3 separate regions of the Mus musculus genome follow, and regions 1 and 2 are each linked to region 3. A link is a contact called in public promoter capture Hi-C data. All regions are on one chromosome and are shown on one strand. Each heading gives the region's core, a stretch centred on a gene start, on an enhancer-like site or on the middle of the called end of the contact. The rest is flanking DNA. Distances are from core to core; before and after follow the strand shown. Region 1 has its middle 10 kb from the start of Gm32219. Region 2 overlaps Frmd6 (FERM domain containing 6). Region 3 has its middle 5.8 kb from the start of Gm32369.

Region 1 (3,955 bases), core at 1,375-3,874, 150 kb after region 3:
GAGGAGAAAATACCAGTTTAGAAAATGCCTCCATAAGATTGGACTGTAGGCAAGCCTGTAGGGCATCGGTGATTGATGCAGAAGGGCCCACCCAGCCCATTGTGGGTGTGGGTCCTTCCCTGGGCTGGTGGTCCTGGGTTCTATAAGAAAGCAGACGGAACAAGTCAGTAAGCAGCACCCCTCCATGGCCTCTGCAGTACCTCATGCCTCCAGGTTCCTACCCTGTTTGAGTTCCTGTCCTGGCTTCTTTCAATGATGGACTACAATGAAGAAGGGTAAGACAGGTAAACCCTTTCCTCTCCAACTTGCTTTCGGTCAGAGTGTTTCATCACAGCAACAGTAACCCTAACTAAGACACATCCTTAATGCATCCATCAGGACAGACACATTGGGACTAAAGCTTCCAGTTTTAGGATGGGCATTTCCTTCTCAAGCAGTGTGTCTAGAGTGCACTAGAAGAGGAGATTTGGTCATTGCGTTTTCTCAAGGACACGGGTTGAGACTTCATCCTGACACCTTCTTCCCTGATCAAAACAACAGTGGGAAGGAAATGTCAGAAACAACATGCAAGTCACATGGCTATACTTTGACAGGGGCAAATGCAAGCCTGATGCATACACTCAAAGAGAAACCAGGAACACATTGCACTGTATTGACGGTTCACATTCAGTTCTCTGCTTGGCTCTGGGATCCTACAATGGTTGATTACTAGCATCTCTCAGAAGTCCATGTAATAAAGTCTTGGGCACCAGGCTAGCATTGTTGGGATAATGTGAAGGGTATCTGAGTTATTGAGTGCACCCCAGGTCTGTTTGTGGATCTGCACAGTTGTTTTACTGAAGTTGTGGGTTGAAGATGACAGAGGCTGCTGGCTGAAAATGAGGGAAGTATTGGTACAATGTATTTGTACTTCCAAATTTCAGCTTCTCCTTCAAAATCTGGAAAGGAAGCCCGTCAAGAGAGATCATGTTAAATAAAGTATTAACTTGAACACCTGCTTTTGTGCAGAAACAGCTACCAATGTATTTCCATCCTGACCCGGTCAACAGTTCTGCCAATTACTTGAATGACTACAGATGTTGACACGTTAAAAACATTAGCAGACTACATGAAGCTGGAACTGAGTTGTTGGCGTGTGTAATTTAGGTGATGGAGTTATGATCCAAAGCTGGAGTCATGGATTGGAATAATGAGTTCACTCTAAACGATCAACGTGCAGCATTTGGATCTAAAGGTAAATTGCACAATCTTGGGATGGTAGAACCTCCAATAACAGCATGTATAAAAAGTCTCCATGTTTCTCTATTGACACGAATTGCTATTAGTCAACCGTGGGATACAGCAGCCAACTGAGTTAAAGAAATGCCAATCTGTCCATATGAGAACCTGCTGTGGGGCATGGCACGGAGCTCACGGACTTTTTGTCCAGCAGTGTGCAAAGCTATGAGCTCAGTTTGGTGTGTTACTTGAGTATCTAGTCAGAAGAGCCTGGCCAGAGGAGAATAATAGGATTGTTAATAGAACAAGAACATCCAAGGAGCAGGTGGAGGGGCTGAGACAAAGTAACTCGGAGGATAGAGACCAGACTGGGGAATGTGGAGTGGACTGTGGAGTGCAGTCTTTGGGTAGCCACATCTATGGGGTAGAGGAGGAAGAAACTTGTGTTGAAGAAGGCAGAACAGGAGAAAGCATGTAGGGATGTTGACTTTAACTCACAGTGGAGAAGAAAATCTGGTGAAAGTTAAGTCTCTTGTAGAGTTTGTCAAAAAGAGATTTGCAACAACAAAAAGTAGACTTACCAATGCTCCCAGTTTATCCAAGATTCAGGGAATTTTTCTAAGACTTGGGATTTTGAGTAGTTATACCAGAATAATCCCAAGCAGACCTGTATAAACTATCTGTCTGATCAAAATTTTGCTTTAATTGCCCTACTCTCTGAGAGCTTCTATGATTTCTAAAAAAGAAAGAAATGCTTTTCCCCAGAAAAGTCTCAGACAAAGATATAATCCACAGACAGTGTTTTTGGCTCCAATCCAGGCTAATTTAATCACACAGGACTTTTTAATGTTCCTTAAGTGCTTGTCCCACATCGGTGTCTGAGCTGGGAGGTCACCGCTGGTGGAGTCATTACCTCCAATTGTATCAAACAATCAGGTGAACACTTCCTTCCCTGCTAAAGTCATCCATTAACATTAATGAGGTTTAAAAAAAAGAAAACGGAAAAAAAAAACCCAAATGCTGTACTTTTCATAAGAAGTCACAATGGATGATGTCTTGATTGTTCAAATTACTGCTCTAAAGAGGAGGTGAACCTGAGAGCTGTCGGTCAGATGGTTCTGTCACAGTGAAGTTTCATGTGGATTGTACACAACCAAAGAACTCTTTGTGCTCAATGTGTCCTTTGGAAACTCGGCTCTGTTCTCTTTTAATCACCCATTATATTTGTAATTCTGCTCTGAACTTACTAAACCAAACTGCAACCCTGTAGGTCTGCTCATTCTCGAAGGCTCAGGGTTTGTGTATTTAGAACAAGGCCTTCACAGGGAGGCTTTGTCCCTTGGAGTTCTTCCTGGTGGCAGGCCACCTTCCCTTTCTAGTGGCTCAACCTTAGGGAAACCATGAGATACTCTCGCCGGGGTTTGCCAACTTCCTCAAGCCTTTCCCATAACACAGTTGATAAAGCCATGTGAATAGAGTCCTTTGAAAAGCAAGGAGCAGCTGCTTGTGCAATCTAGCTTTCCATCTCTTACAAAACAAATACAAGAGAAAGCTGGTGGGATGGTAGAGTGGGTAGGGTTGCTCACCCACAGACCTCTCTCTCACGTACATACACACACACACACACACACACACACACACAGAGAGAGAGAGAGAGACAGACAGACAGAGAGAGAGAGAGAGAGAGAGAGAGAGCATAAGATGAATAAATATAGGAAACGTTTTTTTAAATCTCTAAGACACCCAATTTATAGCCAGGAAAGATCTATTTAGAAACTTGTGGTTTCAGAGTTTTCAAACCACAGAAGAATATGGTGCAGCCCTTGAGAAGACATACCTATTACTGGATCTACAACCTCCCTCACTGTGCCCATAAACATTGCTCTGGAACATGAGACTGAACACGGGACTCTGATTTTTCTGCCCTGCCATTCAAAATGGTTTACAATGGAAGCCAGAAATGAGAACATTTTAATACATACTGAACTTTTCATCCAAAATCCCTTTGAAACTTGTTATTGACCCAGTGGTAAATATTGGAAATTCGTTGTTCAAGTTCAGAAAGGCTCATCAAAGATAAATAGCATGTATTCCCAACCACGATAGTAATCCTTACTTTGTCTTGCAAAATTCCAGTCCCGTTTAAACTCTCCTGGGAACTGCTGGCCTTTTTCTGGGTTTGCATCTGAAATTGTCAAAGGGATAAAGGTGGAGTCCCTCTTCGAAAACGACTGGTTACTTCTCTCCATATTTAGTTTCTCCCACATGCACTATCTCACATCCTTCAGAAAGAAGGAATGTGATTTGATCTCCTTACCATTTCCCATGATCAGGATGAAGGTGGTTGATCATAGAATGGAAATCTATTATCCAGGGTGAAGGTACAAACTAGAATCGAGAACTATGTGCTTCTGGTGGTAAAAGAATGTGAGGAGACATAACATGTGGGAACTGTGCTCTAATGCCAGGAACAGAAGAAGGTAATCAGAGCCTGGGGGATTGAAAAGATTTCAAGGGACTATGGCAGATAAGACATAGAACACTTTGTTTTGCCTTGGCACAGGCTGCCACATAGACGGCTAGGCAAACAGAAACCCATCAGGCGCACACAGGCACATGCCAGAACACATGAACATGAGCAGGCAAGGATACTCATGTAGACTGGCATGGAGAACATAGGTGAGTAGTTCACGGGACTACTGACAGACACACACAGGCAGACCAGTAAGGACAAAAG
Region 2 (3,923 bases), core at 58-2,557, 190 kb before region 3:
CAAATCTCCAGGCCCCAGATATAGTTCTGATGCTTTCTCAACTGTGAATGAATTATCAGGTGGGAGTTAAGTGAGCCTCCCGCATCTGCCTCACTGAAACTGAATCACCCAAGAATGCATCCAGCTCAATTTCTGTATTTTATAGAAGTAGAAAATAAAACTGCTCCAAGTCATGTGAGGAGTGACAAAGGCAGACACTCAAAGGTTATATGTACAGTTACATACATGTTAACACACGGGCAACACATGTTTGTGATTTTGTCTGTACATGTTACATGTCCACTTCCTCTCATAGGCATTATCAGCCGTCATGTTCTTTTGTTTTTCAATGATAACTGAAGTATAATTTTATAATTTATAATTTTAGTGACTATGATTTACTTACTTACCTAAATTACTTAACTTTGAGTTAGTGATCCTATCATATTTTCATACAGAACTAAAACTAAGAAAATGAAAACAGGCAAAATCCCAGAGGAAAGAGCAGAAGTCACTGAGGGCCAGAGCACGTGCTCATTCTTCAGGCAGCAGCCACGAAGGAAGCTGCCTTGGAGGAGGACATGGAGGCTATTGTTACTTCTCGCTGCTCTGACGTAACACCTGGCTTGTGGGCCATTGCTGTAGGAAGGTGGGGGTGGGGAGGGCACGTGTCAATTAACCTAATCCAGAGAACCCCTCACAGACATGCTGAGTGGTTTGCCTGAGTGGTTCTAGATCCTGTCACAGTGACAAAGATGGGCCATTTGAGGCAGGATCGTCTCTCCAGGACCTTCATGAGGCAGGCACCATGGTGGTTCCTGAGGGTGAGCGGGGTCCCGTTCCCAGGGAGCTCCCGAGGACCGTCACCGTGCTCCACTAGCCTCATCTCCCAGTTACCACTACGGACACTCTAGCATATACTCACGCCATCCAGCAAATGTTTTCAAACCTTTTTTTATGTCCCTGGTGGTGTTTTGCCTAATATGTCTGTGTACCTCAAGCATGCAGTACTCTCAGAAGCCAGAGGAGAGCATTTTCTTCCCTGGAACTGACTGAGTTCCTGTGGGTCCTCTGGAAGAGTAACCAGTGCTTTCCGCTTCTGAGCCATCTCTCCAGCCCTGTCATCCAGCAATTTAATAACAATGTATTGACGCAAGCTCACCTCACCCCTGGGAAGACCCCCTGGCTGCCTGGGAAACCATTACCCCTGGCCCCTTGGGGCTAGCTTGATCCAGCAGCTGGGGTATTTACTTTGTGTCCTAGTGAAGTCCTCTTTATTTCCAACGTTCACTGTAAACACTGGGCTAGTATTCCACCTCGTAACTATACTGTTACAAACAACTTTAAACAACAGACTGACAGTGGAGAGGAGAAAGGACCACATTTACAGACAGCTCTTATGCTGAACTCAGCCCCATCAACTTGAGACTTAAAATGTCGCACTGTTCTTGGGGCCCTTTTAACCCTTAGCTTGGCTGCGTTTAAGTCTGAGTTGGAATTGGAGCAGTCAGATGAAATGTAACAAGCTGCTAAACTCCAAATTACAAACTGAAGGTTTATAAAGTAAAATATGTGGTGACTCTTGACTCCACAAGGCTGTGCCTTTCTTCCAGGCCTCCCATCTAGTTATTACTGTTCTGCTACTTTGAATCAAGTATCTAGAACCTTCTGCTAGAGCTCTTTAACGATCATCAAGTAAGTATAGTGCTCTTGTTTCAAAACTATAATTAAATAAGGATGTGGCTTGAGAGTGTTACCTGCTGTGAAAACAGGAGCCAGCGTTGGGTATTTGCAGACTAGAAATCTTTAAGGCCACATGGCTGCTTGTGAAAATTTTTAATCCCTTTCATCTTCAGGGGCAATGGGACTTTAGAAAGCACTACATTCTCAACAGTGTAGGCTTTATCTAAAAATACCCTCTGTGTGGAACTCTGAATTGGAATGGGGCTTGATCCTCGCTGTGCCAATTGTTTGTTACCAGGCAAGGATGTTTGAAATAGTCTCTGGTAAGAAAGAATTGTTCGCCTAACTGCAGGGACTGGAGGTGCAAGCTCTTGGCTCTGTGATTTCTGCCACTCTAAAAACTCTCTGTCTCTTACATTTACCAGGATTTTCTTTTTTAAGTGTCCATTTTTTTTTGTATTTGTTTGATGATTAAGATTAATTTAAAATAGCTCCTATTAGTATAATTCATGGAGATTCAAAATGACTAAAACATTATACTTACTCCAGATGCAGAAAGCCAATACGAAGTCAACTATACCTGCCAGGGGAAAACTTTATTTTAAAAAGTGTATGTGGGTGCATCCTGACTGCTGGGGGAGGGGTTGGGAGGCCACTGATAAACAGTTTTGTTACAATTATTTTCTAATGCCCAACACTGCAAATAGCAAAATCACCACTCTCTGCTGTGGGGAAAGGGAGCCCTGGAAAGATTAAAATTGTTTTTTCTAGCAGTGGACAAGTCTCCTTGCTGTTTAACCTCATCCTTCCAGAGGTCCCAAGGCTTGCAGGAGAGGAGCCTCGACATGGCGGAGGATCTATGTTCCCTGGAGTAGGAAGTCTGGGCCTGCATGCCAGCGACAAAGTACCCTAACGAAATGACAAAGAGCACAGGGATGGGACATGTGAGGCGATGCTCCATCAAGACTGACTTACTGAGTAACTCCACGGACAGACACGATACAAAGTTCTTTACACACGGAGTCTCTTTAAATCCTTGATATAGTCCACATGAGGCATAGAATAGTCCCACTTCACATATAAGGAAACCAGACCGAAATAATGAACGACAGACCTAAGCAGCATGCCCAAAGCTGTAAAGGAAGCCACGGAGCAGATGGCTCAGTCCAGGTCCCCAGTATCAACAGTCTCAGTGACGGACATAGGTTCCAAGGTACTGTAAGAAGCAGCGCTTGGCTCTCTCTCTCTCTCTCTCTCTCTCTCTCTCTCTCTCTCTCTCTCAGTGGCCCGCACCTCACCCTTTCTGACTGCCTTAGGATTTTATTGAGTCTCCAGTCCCTACTGAGGAATTTTGCTAAATGAAGATTCCTGTCTCCTGCCCTAGACCTACATCAGTCTCTCCATGGGTGAAGCCCAAACAGCCTCTCCCCAATACTTCTAGTACACGGTCAAGTTTTAAAGCCATCCATCTACACAGCAGCATGCGTGCGTGTGGGAAAATCCACAGTACCACTTTAAGGCAGCGTCTGCTGAATTTTACCAGAGTGAAATTGGGTTAAAAAAAAGAAGGTTGACAGTAGGAAGAACGTTTTAAAAACGCTAGGTATGACCCATAAAACATGCCATGAGCCCACCTGGGGTCTGTTAGTCTGCTCTCCAAAGCTATTTCCCTAGGCAGAGACTCCAGAGCCAATGAATTCCTTTGGAAACTGTAGCCACCTCTTAGTTCTCCTCATGTAGAGAGATGTGTTAGGACTCCTCCCATCCTGCACATTTGTGCATGCTGCACACTCATGCACCCTTACACACCTCACTACACCATGCTGCACACTCATAGACACCCTTACACACCTCACTATACCTCACTGGGTAACAGACAAAGGTGGAAGTGTCCTCAATGCTTATGCAGTATGTCCTAGATTGCATGTGCTTAAAAATGTAAAGGACACAATATATATTACATATATTTATACATATATAAACACATATATGAGTGCATATATGTATGTGTGTATGTGTGTGTGTGTATTCACACAACAGAGTCATAAATAGTTGAATTTTACTTTCATTTTAATTTATGTTCCTGGTGCCCACACTGAAATGTTTCCAATTTTCATTACATTTTAAAAATCAAGTCCGGCAAAGATAATAGTCTATCACCCCATATACCCAAAACCAATTTCAAGTTCCCTAATCAGGATCCTAGCTTATTATTAGAAACTCTGCCCTGAAGGCAGTAAAATCCATCCACAAGGCAGGTT
Region 3 (4,095 bases), core at 1,284-3,783:
AGGTGGAAAGCATAACCAATCCGGGTGTGAGACACGCCTCTCCTAGGCCTATATAAGCAGCACCAGCTCTGGGCTTGGGGTCTTTTCGCCTCTGCAATCAAGCTCTCCCAATAAACGTGTGCAGAAGGATCCTGGTGTAGCATCTGCTTTGCTGGCGAGTCGGGCGCTCACAAGAAAAGGTGTTCTACCAGACCACTGCAGCAGTTTAAAATGACAGGAAAAGTCTTGACTCTCCACTGTCCAGAGTCAGGCATCACACTGAGAGCACTATGGAACAGCAAACATAAGCCATTTCTTCCCCTAAAGACATCTCAGAATGTAGACTAAAGAACCCAGGTAGTGAGTCAAAAGTAGAGCCAGGATTTTTTTCAAGGAACCAGGCCTGCTTAGGTAGGAGAACTTGGCAGCCTGATCAGACAGATCAAGAATAGCTATGGACTGCCTGTCAGTGCTGTGGCTTATCTCTCTCCTTCACAGTGAAGGATCGGCCTATTCGGGAGCTTCCTTAGATGTCAGGTATACGGCTTAGTTTGGAAGCAGATCTTAGGGGAAAGAGATAGACTTAGACTGGCTATGTTGGAAGGTAATCTTTCTGCAGTCCTTTGAACGAAAAGGGCCCCCACCGGCTCATAGGGAGTGGCACTATTAGGAGATGTGGCCTCGTTGAAATAGGTGTGGCCTTGTTGGAGGAAGTGTGATAATGTGGGTGAGCTTTGAGGTCTCAAGAGCTCAAGGCAGGCCCAGTGTCTCACTCTCTTTCTGCTGCCTGTGGATCCTAATGTAGAACTTCCAGTTCCTTTCCAGCACTGTGTCTGCCTGCATGCCACCATGCTTCCCACCATGATGGTAATGGGCTCAATCTCTGAACTGCTAGCCAGCTTCAGTGAAATGTTTACCATTATAAGAGTTGTCATGGTCATGGTGTCTCTTCACAGCAGTAGAAGCCCTAACTAAGACACTTCCCCTCTGGATGAAGAGACCTATTATGATACAAGATACCTTTAGCATATCTGAACTGGATGCAGAACATAAGATGGTGAACTTTGAACCTTGTGTGGTCAGTGAAAAAGAGTTCGGGGGGCCTTGAGAAGATGATCATGGTTTGCACAAGGGAGGCATGTATACACATTGTCAGAAGGTGGGTTTCAGTAATTCAAAATAAGAGCAAATTATTTGAAGATGTTGTCAACTGAGGGGCTGTGGACAGCTGATGGCTTCAGAGGGAGGAATAATTGGTTTTCTTTAAGAGCGTGCCCCTGGTAGGTTGACTACACTGCAGTGGATGATTCTACACCTAGGAGGATATGGGCAGCATAAACTGGGTTCCACGAGCTATGGTTAAAGACAAAACAAAACAAAACAAAACAAGACAAAACAAAACAAAACAAAACAAAACTCCATGACATTGGGTTGGTAGAGACGGGAGGATGGATCTAGAGAGAGTTGAGGGAAGGGTTAGCGTAAAAATGACCAAAATACACTGCACGAAATTCTCAAAAATTTAATAAAAATACATTTGAAACAAGAAACAAGTTTTTTCTACATGTGGATCCTGAGGTCGGAGGATTGCTAGAAATTTGAGGATAGGTAGGTGGGTGAGGTATGCAGCACCTGTCATGATAAGCAATGGTGAAAGGCAGGACTTTGCTCAAAATAACAAGAACAAGAGAAAAACCAAGCATTCACATCTCCATCTTTCAAACCTAGGTGGATCCTTCACTTGACTTACTCCATAGAACACGGCAGAGGTGATATTCAATTTCCAAGGCCAGCCCGCAAGACATTCTGTAGCTCCTGCTCTTATCCAGCTGTTGATAAAGTCTTCCACAAAAGGTCAGCTCAGGTGTCCCAGCTGCCCTGATCCCTGGAGTGACTCCCATTTAAACCTGTAGCTCACGAAGTGCATGTGTATGCAGAGGACAAGCCAGCAGAAGAAATCGTGGGTTTGTTAGCCCAGTGAGCCATGAGAAAGAATTCATTGAAGTAGTTTTAGGTCATGGCTGTTTATGATGTTTGCCCTGTAGCAATGTTTAACTGGCGCCTTCTGCTTACAAGGCCTGGATGTAGCTGATGGCAGTTTTCTGGTGAAAAGGCTTGGGATCCTACAGCAGCTGAGGTACTTTCACCACACTGCTCTCCACAGGAGCCTCTCTCCACATCATCTCTCACAGCGAGACAGCTGGCGTCCCTTAGAATGAGTGGCCTCAGAGAGGGAGGCTGTGGCAAAGATGGAGGCTGTCACATTGTTTATAACCTGACATCAGGCTGGGACAATCAGAAGCTATGTGAAGAGAATACTGTTAACTAGGACCCAGGAGCTTAAACATTTTCAGGTCCACATCATTTCCCAGGAAATCCGCTGTGTTTGAGAGGAGTAAATGTAATGGGAGCTTTAGTTTCCATTAGACAGGAAGTACTTGACTCTCAGTTTTCTCACCCGCCAAGTTAAGTGTCATGTCTGTGTCTGTGCCTGTGTTCCAGGGTTGTGGCGATTATATGAGAGGAGGCATCTGAGGACGCTGTCCACAGAGAAGTTGTTTGAAATCAAGGTTTGACTCTGACCTACATTTGTACTCCACTGTCACCATGGTGACTAGCCTAAGTCTTTATAATTCGTAGCCTTCAGTCTTTCTGTTCTGTTGGTTGCGGTCAGGATGGAATGCAGCTTCATATGTAAAAAAGTCTAGTAGAGTAGAGTACTGGCTCACAGTAGGTACTCAATGAGATTATCCTCCTTTAATATTTTTCATTTTGAATCTCTAATTTGCTCATTTTTTTTTAAAGGAAAGCCTTTGAGGCTTAAAGTTAAGGCCAAATATCAAAGCTGGTTATATTTCAGTAATTCATTCCAAATCTCACAATAACAACGGTTTCCAAGAAACCTAAAGAGATGGAGGCCCAAGGCACTGTCCAAGTTAGCCAGAGAACACTAGCCAACCCCTTGGTACTGAGATTAGCACGAGCCAATCCCTGACATCTCTAGCCTTGTGAGACACAAATCTACATCCCAGAAGACTTGAAATCATAGATCGAAAGGATGAAGGGGCTCAGGAGGTGAGAGCACCCCTCCTGAGCGAGCCTCGGCCATCACTAGTAACACATGGAGTTGAAGGGTAAGTAGCCCAGAGACTTCTTGACTTCTTCATGGGAATCGTTTCCTAGGAGTGGACAGTGGAAGATGATGAATAGAGGCCCCTGGGCCTTCAAGGGGTTAACTGTACAAGCTGAACATCAAGAGAAGGGAAAACAGGCATGGAAAACTTGACCTTTAAGGCTGGAGCCTGTCTCCAGAAGTACCAGCGCTGGGCAAGCAGAACTCCCTACCCCCATGCCCAAGGGACCCCGTGGGCCTTAAATGGCAAGCGATGAGCAGGTTGCACAGTGCTTCTGTATCAATGGGGACCAAGATAAATGTCAGCTGCCAGGCCTCAAAGACAGGCATGACAGAGCACTGTAGAGAAAAGTCACCACAGGCCGTGGAGGAGTCCTTTGGTCTCCCTGGTGGTCTCTAGCAGACCTTTTCTGAGGCTTCATGGTAGAAAAGGGAGCTGAGCAGGCTGGGATGGCAGCAGCTTCTGCCCCTCCTCGTGGCTCTGTACTGTCTTCTCTCGGGCAATCCTCAGGCTCAGCTCAACTATCTCTCCTCATAGGTTGTAGTGGAGGCTCTGCAGCAGCCCATCAATCTGACCTTACTCACAAACAGGTAGGAGACTCGGTTTCTCCCTCCCTCCCTCCCTCCCTCCCTCCCTCCCTCCCTCCCTCCCTCCCTCCCTCCCTCCCTCCCTTCTTCCCTCCCTCCCTTCTTCCCTCCCTCCCTCCCTCCCTCCCTTCCTTCCTTCCTTCCTTCCTTCCTTCCTTCCTTCCTTCCTTCCTTCCTTCCTTCCCTGCCTCTCCTTTTATTTTCCCCAGCTTACAAGTATATTGTAAAGTATATACTAGATCAGGGTTTTACAGCCCTGGAAAAGATGTCTACTACAGAGACTGTGCTCAGCATGAGTTTGGAGGCAGGCAGAGCCAAAGGACTGCAAGGGATAAAGTCAGGACTTTCTAGAGGAGGGAATGACACAGCAAAGCCAGAAAGGAAGAAGATATAGG

The links. Promoter capture Hi-C pulls out the DNA fragments that hold promoters and counts their contacts.
Region 1: a promoter capture Hi-C map of the C10 cell line shows a contact between it and region 3. The contact joins two enhancer-like sites. A contact is called at or near these places in 5 of 39 promoter capture datasets (the C10 cell line, cranial neural crest, frontonasal cranial neural crest and 2 more) and 2 of 115 datasets of contacts at active chromatin or transcription factors (cardiomyocytes and embryonic stem cells).
Region 2: a contact with region 3 is called in a promoter capture Hi-C map of cranial neural crest. The contact joins two enhancer-like sites. A contact is called at or near these places in 11 of 39 promoter capture datasets (the C10 cell line, cranial neural crest, embryonic stem cells and 7 more), 1 of 484 Hi-C or Micro-C datasets (nephron progenitors), 1 of 115 datasets of contacts at active chromatin or transcription factors (fibro-adipogenic progenitors) and 2 of 9 other capture datasets (adipose tissue and embryonic stem cells).

The regions. Positions count from the first base shown.
Region 1 is chr12:70,523,595-70,527,549 of GRCm38.p6, reverse strand. No RefSeq gene overlaps it. Among named protein-coding and RNA genes, the nearest start is that of Gm32219, 10 kb to the left of the region's middle. Within about 2 kb of position 2,624, at least 23 of the 459 cell types and tissues checked have an H3K27ac peak or open chromatin away from gene starts, as enhancers often do.
Region 2 is chr12:70,865,970-70,869,892 of GRCm38.p6, reverse strand. The region is part of intron 2 of Frmd6 (FERM domain containing 6); the gene reads right to left. Among named protein-coding and RNA genes, the nearest start is that of Gm32664, 35 kb to the left of the region's middle. Within about 2 kb of position 1,307, at least 27 of the 459 cell types and tissues checked have an H3K27ac peak or open chromatin away from gene starts, as enhancers often do.
Region 3 is chr12:70,674,414-70,678,508 of GRCm38.p6, reverse strand. No RefSeq gene overlaps it. Among named protein-coding and RNA genes, the nearest start is that of Gm32369, 5.8 kb to the left of the region's middle. Within about 2 kb of position 2,533, at least 9 of the 459 cell types and tissues checked have an H3K27ac peak or open chromatin away from gene starts, as enhancers often do.